Regions from separate parts of the Anas platyrhynchos genome. Here region 1 is linked to region 2. Evidence: chromatin contacts called from public Hi-C data. All regions are on one chromosome and are shown on one strand. The core of a region is the stretch at or near the end of the contact, and the rest is flanking DNA. Distances in the headings are between cores, read along the strand shown.

Region 1 (4,315 bases), core at 132-2,631, 59 kb after region 2:
GTGTCAGCAGTCCTTCACAACCGTGCTCGCAGTGCCAGCACGAACTCCTCTCACTGCCAACGCAGGAAATTTTTAGTGCCACTATGCCCCCATCACATTCAGCGTGAAGGACTGGTTGCCTCCCAGCATATTCCGACTCCAGGGTTTAACTGTGTCTTTTGCACACAAAGGTGGATGGTTTGAAGGTGTTATTTATTTATTTATTTATTTATTTTTATACGCTAACCAGTACAACTGGTAGATCAGGCCCTGACCCAAACAAACGAGATGGTGAAGCAATGCTCAGCTCAGCTGGTTTCCCTTTCACTAGCACTCCCCCTGTTGTTCCGACTGGCACGGTGGTGGCATGGCCCTGACGTGGAAAGCCTGCACAAAGGGGGATGGTTGGATGGATGGGTGGATGGTTGGATGGATGGATGGATGGATGGATGGATGGATGGATGGATGGATGGATGGATGGCCGGCCACTGGAAAGGGCAGGCGATGCCAAGCGGCTTTCTTAAAGCTGCTGTGGAAATGTTTGGGTCCTCTCCCAGGATTTCTCACCAAAAAGGGAAAAAGAACAAAGATTTGGGTGAAACACGTGAAGAATTATGTTTTCTGCCTGCAGGGACTGAAGTTTGCTAAAAAATGCCCATTGTTTTAAAACCCAAAAACATTCACAAATATGAAATGTGAAAGCATTCATTAAGAAAAAATAAATCTGATGAATTTTCAGCCATGTGAGCACGTTTATTCTAAAGGACTCCTTCTTTTATGAAGATTGCCAGGTTACAGTGCAGAAATGTGAGCAGTGCAGGGCCAAGAGCACGCTCTCGTAGACGCCTTTCAGGGAGAGCTGTAGTGCCCATGCCTACCAGGCAGCTACTCATTCCCAAACACCATTTTATACACAGGGAGGAGGCATCAGCTCTCGGGTACCCTTGCGTAAATCAGCACTAACTTCATCACCAGATGGGAGTCGCAGGGGTGGATTTTGTGTTAAAAAAAAAAAAAAAAAAAAAAGAGAGAGAGAGCCAGGAGCCAGGCCCATACTGTTGATCTGGTTGGTTTGGGATGTCAACGTTATGGGTTAGAAATGACTGAATGATGACAACTGATGGATTTCAGGGGAGCTCAGTGGGGCTGCACAGGGCTTTTCTGCGCCCTGCAGTAACACTGCTGAGGGGACCCAAGCATGGTCGCCCCCTCCCCAAAATGCCTGAGGCTGCCCCCGTTGCAGAGTGAGGCTGAGCATTTGGATGTTTTCCCTTGACCCCCCAACCCGCTCCCCCAGCCCAGCCGCGGCCGGGGGCGGGGTGGGGGCTGGGGACACCGGGGACACAAAATGGAGGCGGCGCCGGGGCCGTGCGGGCAGTGCCCGCCTCTTACAGGGTTGTCGGTACCCGCCGCTGACCCCGCCGCGCAGAGCGGCTGCGCTGCCCCTCCCCCGCCCCGCCGGGGGGATGGGAAGGGGGAGGGCGGGGGGGGGGAGGAGAGGGGGAGGGGGCACGTGACCCCGCGGGGCCGCGCGGGGAGGGGGAGGGGAGGGAGGGGAAGGGCGGAGGGGAAGGGAGGGGGAGGGGAGGGAGGAGGGGCGGCCGCCGCGCCGCTCGGGGGGAGGGGGAGGGGAGGGGAGCGGCAAGGCGGGGGGGAGGGGCACGGGGTGGTTGGTGGCCGGCCGTGGGGATGTGGCGATTCCCTGTGGGGCTGCTCGGCGATAGCAGTAATAATAATAATAATAAAGATAATGGTAATAATAATAATAAAACATCAAAAAACGTGAACAACAACAATAAAAACACCTCAAAAAAAAAAAGCCATCTGGGGAAGGGAGGGTGTGTGCTGCGCTGCCCAGTGAGGTGCCCGCCATGTTGTGTGCCCTCCACGCTGTGTGCCCGCCATGCTGTGTGCCCGCCATGCCGTGTGCCCTGCTGTGTGCCACGGCTCCCCTCAGTCTGCCCGTGCCCTGCCCTGGCACACAGGAGGCCCACACCGTGCCACCACCGAGCGGGGGCTGAGGCCAGGGGGCTGTGGGTGGCCAAACCCCTCCCCGAGCCCCGTGCCACCCTGCTGGGTACTGAGGTCTCCACATGGCGCCTTGTGCCCGTGTCAGTGCCGGTCAGCCCCAGGGCAGGAGTAGCAGGGCCAGGCTGGTACAGGAGTTGTCTCTTGCCCACGTAGTCGCTGCAGGCCGGGCCAGGCCCGAGCCCAGCATCCCCTGTTAGGTTTGAGATGATTCTCTCTGACGGGCGGTCAGCGCACAGTCAGTGCACAGCATCGGCATGGTCAATCCTATGTACTGGTGTCCAAAACCAAGCCAGAAGCAACGTGTGTTTCTACGCCTGGATGTGGCAGCTCTTCCTGCATCCCAATAATCGACCTCAAAACACAGTCCCAAGAGCACAGTTTGAGGCCAAGAGCGCTATACATTCAATAGGTTACATTTGTGTTCTGCTTAAGTGCTGGAGTATTTGCCTCCGTGTTTTCGAGAGGCATAGGAGATGGGGAAAAGGGAAGATTTTTCTAGAAGTCGGGATTTGAGGTGCAGGAAGCAACACATGAACACCCTTCGATTTCAGATGGCAGTGGTGTGTAGGTACTGCAGCATGTGGTGTGCTGACCACAGGGGAAATCCCCGAGGGGACAGCCCCACCTGGAATATTTGGGGATCTTCGGTAATGGGTTATTTTGGGATCTTCGGATCCCAAAAAATATTTTGGGATCTTTGGACTTGACTCCTGGGTGTCCTTCCATGAAGTGATATGGCTGCAGTTCCCTCTTGGCTTCAGAAACAAAACAAAACAAAACAAAACAAAACGACAAAACAAACAAACAAACAAAAAAAAACAAAAACAAAAAAACAACACAGGGATATAATTTCTTTATGGTACCAATGCATCACCTCTTTCCTGAAACTTTCTTAAATGTTCACTAAATTAAGCAAATTAATTAATTAATTAATTAAAAAGCCAAAGTCTTGCAAATGCTGCCCGGAGTCAGCAGATTCAGGCAAGTCTCTCGGGAGATTCAGGGACAGACAATAGGGTGAAGTAAATGATGTTGTGAAGTGGCGCCGCAAGAGTGTGCTGGGAAACTAATTCCAAGGGTAAAAGTCAGGCTGATGTGAGTGATGTGGTATTTCATGGGGATGTAAAATTAGGATACATGCAGAGGGCCAATTTCACTGCTGACCTAATCTAATGCCATTCCAGTAATCTCAGAAAATTGCTCTTATTAGTGCAAGAAGTGACTCTGATCCTGGAACGATGAGAGACGTCCTTTAGCAGAAGCAAATAAAGGGGACTATAAAGTTTAGGCTTGCTGTACACTGATGTTTACTTAAACAATAATCGTATCCATAATTAACACAGGGGCAGTTTAGCCTGTGAGAAGTTATCAGTGTGATTTAAAAGCTTTCAGAATTTGCTTTGAGTTGTTAGAGTGGCACTGGTGGAAAAACATTAATATTTCCCCCGTTTCTAAACTTGCTGTGTACCTTTAACCCCGATTCACATCACAGTTGAATTTGGCAAGTTAGCTCCTGTTGGATTGGTTTAGCACACTTCAGGAATCCAAAATATAATTCTTTCTAGTGTATCAACCCTTTTAAAGAAGAAAATAAGGAAAAGCAAATCTTTTTTGTGTGTGTTTGGGAAAACTGAAGTGCCAACATGAATCTATCATCCATATTATACACTCTGATAAACCATCTTTTGTGGAAAAATTGTTGAAACATATTTTTATTTTTATAGACTGTTTGATTTCTTTTACTGCTGGAGGTATGTTGCCCAGTCTGTTGTCTGAAAGAAGCTCATGATAAAATGGGCAAACTGACAGGAAAATAAGACCTAATGATGGAGGAAATCCAAATGGAAAGCGTGCTGTAATTTGACGAGGATCCACCAGAATCACTGGACACATTACAAACAGCACTAATGCTTGCAATCTCAACCAAAGTCATAAAATACTTTTTTTAAAGGGCTATTGAAAATTCATCGTACAGCTAAACAAAATACAATTTTTCTGTCCTGCCTTGTTTGTGATTTTATTACTCACTTTGCCTCACTAATGCATATGCAGTCGTCTTGTTTGTCTAAGCTAAACTATAAATAAGCTTCAGTATTTGTCCAGGATCTTTCTGGGTAGTTACTGTACGTATGATGGAGAAAGTGGGGAGGCCACTGCAATAGGGAGAAGTTCTTTCTCTGCTTCAGTAAAATAAAGTATTCTCAGTAGCTTATCGGGAAGAGAAAGAAGAAAAGCGTGTAACGGCATCAGTCATAGTTATGGATCAAACTATGTTTGTGTGCATGCCTGTGTCAGTGTGTACTGG
Region 2 (4,236 bases), core at 1,724-4,223:
TGGCTAACATTCAAAAGAACACATCCATAGACTAATGAGGGTAAAACGCTGGCTCAAAGGAGACAGAAGCAAACGGTCTGTCAGTATAATATTTGCAAACTGTTGAAATCAATAAATTCAACCTAACCAAATGCAGTGCATACAAACAGAAATTAAAAGGCTGTGGCAATTGGCGAATACATAAACGATGTTTCAGGCCACAGGGCATGCTTTCTCACATACGTTAGCACGTTAAATAGGCTGGCAAGACATTCTCCCTGCTTGAGACACCAGAGAAGTAACCATATGCATTTCCGAAGACAAAAAGAACAATTAAGATAATGCTTAAAGTGCAATTAGATATTTATGTAAAAAAGAACTATCTATAGAACGTCCAAGTCATCAAAAATGTCCAAGTCATAAAATTTACTTCTAAAACTAGAGAATATAATGCTCTTTCTACCCAGTTTTCCACTGTTGACATACATAGAGCAGCTACCCCAGAGCAAACCAATAAGTAAAAAAGCCCACATACACCACATTGCCAATACACAGCCATACTCATTCTAGGCTTTTTTTTTTTTCCCCTTCACTTGGGAGCAGCAAATCATGTTTATTTCTATGGCCAACATCTCCCATGACAGATGAAGCACAGCACCGTGCACTGCCAGGTTTCTGCCTTCAAGCACAGCCCGGCTGATGCCACCCCAGCCAGCAGCAGGACTGAGAGCTCAGCAAGGCTTTGCTGTGATGGCCTGGGTCAGCTGGCTGTGATCCATCTCAGGCTGCACAGAGCCAGGCTGCTGAGACTGGTAGCAGCATGGGTTACAGAAGGCACTGCTTCTGTTACTGAGCAGATGCAAAAGATGCAGGGTGCTCTACTGCCAAGGGTGAAGCCTGGCTTGGGGTCCTCCCAGAGGGTACGATGCAGGTAACGCTTAGGCAAAGGTGTGCATCAGCTGCTGGGCTGTGTTGAGGGCTTCTGTTTTAACAGGTCACGGTCAGCAGAGGAGCTTTGAGACTACACACGATATGGATGGACAACAACAAGAGCATCCTGCCAATGCTCACAAGGTGCTCGATGGGCGGCTGCTGTTAGAGTTTGTGAGACCTTTTGATGTGGGCTGGCCTGAAAAACTACAGGCACTTGTCTGAGAAAAGCCACAGGCTCTAATCACTGACCTAAGTTGGACATTTTCCAAAATACGTACTTAGAACCTCAAGCTGCTAAGTTTCACACTTTCTACTGCAAAATACTACACCTCTGAAAATGCTGAGATAAGTCAAGAGAGCTTTTGCACATTTTAAAGAAACTGGGCTCCAAATCTGGACTTCATGTTTGTCAGCCACATGAACTTCAAACAACACAGTGAGGACTCAGGTAATAATGGTATTCAAAACAGATAATAGAAGTTATACTATATGAAAAAGACTACTTAATTAGGCTACAGGAGGAGGAAGGGACACTGCATTGCCTATTTCATTACCAGAATACTGACTTTCAGTGTAAAAGCTAAAAATCACGCACACCATTACTCAGGCACTTTAAAAAAGACTGAAATACACTGACTTAACCAGTCAAGAATCTGTACTGTCATCATGTAAGGCTTGATCCTAGAAGTCTTCTGCATGTTGCCGAGGAAGTTTTTACAGTTTCGGACAATATCTATAACTGGATTTGTTGCGTGTTCAGAACACAAATGTATGATCAACGTGGCCCTTGCTGGCACTACCCACACACTGAGGAGCTGACAAAGAAAAATTGTGAAACATTAAAAGCCTCCAGTGAAATGAAATCTCTTAAACACCACTGGAAACTCCAATAGTCTTTAAGCAGATGAGAAAAAAAGAATGAAAAAAAAAGTTTTTAAAAGTTTAAAAGCTGTTAAAAAAAAGGTTGGAAAAATGCTACCGAGGTTTGTTCCACAGCAACCTAATACACTAATTCAACTCTGTTAGCCAAGAACATAATTCACAGATTAACAAATTAAAGCAATCATTACTTCTAACCCTGAACTCTTCAACAAAAGAGAAAACTTTTTTCATAATTTCCTTTTGATACTTTGCTATCCTAATTTATTTATAATTTGATGGAAAGTAAGATTGTACTATAGTAAGCAGAACTTGACATTCACACTTTTTAATAAACCAGATGTAAAATAAATTGTCAATGCTTTTCGATCTTTGAAATTTCTAAGAAAACATGAATAGAAACTTCATAGTAGTTCTGTAGGATGTCAGGCAGATAAATCATCACATTCCACTGAAATTATCTAACTGCAGAAAGGAGTGCCCTATCAATTGTCTTGTAAAGATATTAAGTAACAAATTTTTCTTTTAACAGATACATATCCCAATTTACCAAAAAAAATCAAGGAATAAAGTTGTAGTTCCAAACAACCCCATGGTGATATGAAGATAGTAATAAGCAACTACAAAAGTATGTATTTTAAAATATGTGCAGAAGACATGCTACTTTTTTAATATGAGAAATTAATTTATTTCATGCTATATGACATACAGCAGGTGTATAGATACATGTACATACCTACTAATAAGCACAACGCAGCTTATCTACAAATCCACCATTCACTGAGTATGATCAAACTGACGGTGTATAATGGCATTAAACACACTGACATCAGAGAACACTGAACCCGTCCAGGTGTCAAAAGTTTTTTTGTTTTTTTGTTTTTTTTTTTTTTAATCCAAAATATATGCTGCTGGTAACGTCATAAACACCGTGACGAATATGCTTCTTACTCTAAGCAAGATTTAAATGAAAAAAAATCATATACACATCAGTAATCACATATGCATACATACACACAAAGCGTTAAAAAAAACAAAGAAAAAACGGACACAAAAAGCCAGTGCTGTAACCACAAAATAACGTTGACATATTAGAAAATACCCACATAGTTTATATGCTACCATCATAATAGTGAAGAAATGCACTGGAATAAGTGTTCTGAAGATGTGTCATCCTAGCCAAGAAAAAAATACAGTTCAAAACATTCCTAAAAATTTTTTGTTGGCTGCTTGACAGTCTGCAAGTTAAAACCAGTGGAGCCTGGCTTTTGAGGTAACCTCCTCCCACTCTTCCTCCTCTTCCTTGTAAACTGCCCGTCATGGCCTAAACTCCATTCTATTTTTTACCTAACCTCTACCCAGCACCACCAGACTACGTAGCAAATACATGACAGTGGTCCCCCAGACAAGCTGACTTGATTCATCAGCAGTGAAAGTAATCATTACGTGAACGTTCCAGTCTGTGCATTATACAGAGCTCACATTCACTGTTTTCTTCTTCTCCAGTATTGTATTTAGGGCCATCTTTTTCAGCTCGCCTTATGTTTTTTTCTAAGCACATAAAATCCTGTGAGAATGAAGCTGGATGAATTTTTATGATACACTGTCATGCTCTGCTTTCAAATTAATTGGCTCATTTAAATTAACTGGTTATTTAAGACACTTATTGATACAAGCAGAAGCATCAGAGCCTAGGGTTTGCTTTTTTTTTGTAATATAAAAACAGATTCCCACAAATTCTTAATGAATTATATAATAACAGCAATACAAAATAGAAAGCACTAATGAAAATGGAATTAAAGAGACCTTCAGTACCTTTCACACAGAATGACAAAGTCTGTGTCCTGTGAACACCATGCCACGTTATTAAAAATTCACCTGCTCCTGTTCTTTTCTTTCATTTCTGAGAACTGGATGGATGGGAAAGAAGATACGCTCCTCATTAGAATAATTCTCATGCCTGCCTTTTATCTGTGCCTTCCAGCTTACAGTATTTTAAGAGTAAAAATAAAAGAAGTAAACTATATTAACTACACAGAACTATACGAGCTTTTTTAAATGACTGAAAAAGGCAACAGAATTAAATCCAAAAAGTAAAAAACAGCAAAGTTAAACCAAAAGGAAAGAGAGTTGTGTACATATAATTGGCAATACCTTCTGAAAAATCAAAGGGATTTGGTGTGCTTCAATCAAGTCTACAATCACATTGCTTTCCTAGACGTCTAATTCCTACACGTGTGTAAAGGGGTACAAGAAGAGTTAAGTTTGTTTTGTAACTGTAAAAGGCACCAGATAGATATATCCTTGGAAACTAATCCCCACAATATGAATAGGCACCGCCTGTGCTAGGGTTCTCTGTCCTACCCTGTCAGCAAAGCTCAGCCCTATCTGCGAGGAATGCTAGGAAAGAGGGGAGTTCTGCCTCCATCTCTGCTGAGATCTGGG

What was found. A called contact is a pair of places that touch in the nucleus more often than the background predicts.
Region 1: a Hi-C map of skeletal muscle shows a contact between it and region 2, with 1.8 times the contacts expected there. The contact joins two enhancer-like sites. A contact is called at or near these places in 5 of 8 Hi-C or Micro-C datasets (liver, skeletal muscle, small yellow follicle and 1 more).

What each region holds. Positions count from the first base shown.
Region 1 is chr1:132,028,735-132,033,049 of IASCAAS_PekinDuck_T2T, forward strand. The region is part of intron 1 of LOC140000002 (a long non-coding RNA gene); the gene reads left to right. Among named protein-coding and RNA genes, the nearest start is that of TBL1X, 12 kb to the left of the region's middle. Within about 2 kb of position 1,382, at least 6 of the 8 cell types and tissues checked have an H3K27ac peak or open chromatin away from gene starts, as enhancers often do. A contact at or near this core is called in subcutaneous adipose tissue, where this site is marked.
Region 2 is chr1:131,968,083-131,972,318 of IASCAAS_PekinDuck_T2T, forward strand. All of the region lies in intron 1 of TBL1X (transducin beta like 1 X-linked), which reads right to left. Among named protein-coding and RNA genes, the nearest start is that of TBL1X, 49 kb to the right of the region's middle. Within about 2 kb of position 2,974, at least 1 of the 8 cell types and tissues checked has an H3K27ac peak or open chromatin away from gene starts, as enhancers often do. A contact at or near this core is called in subcutaneous adipose tissue, where this site is marked.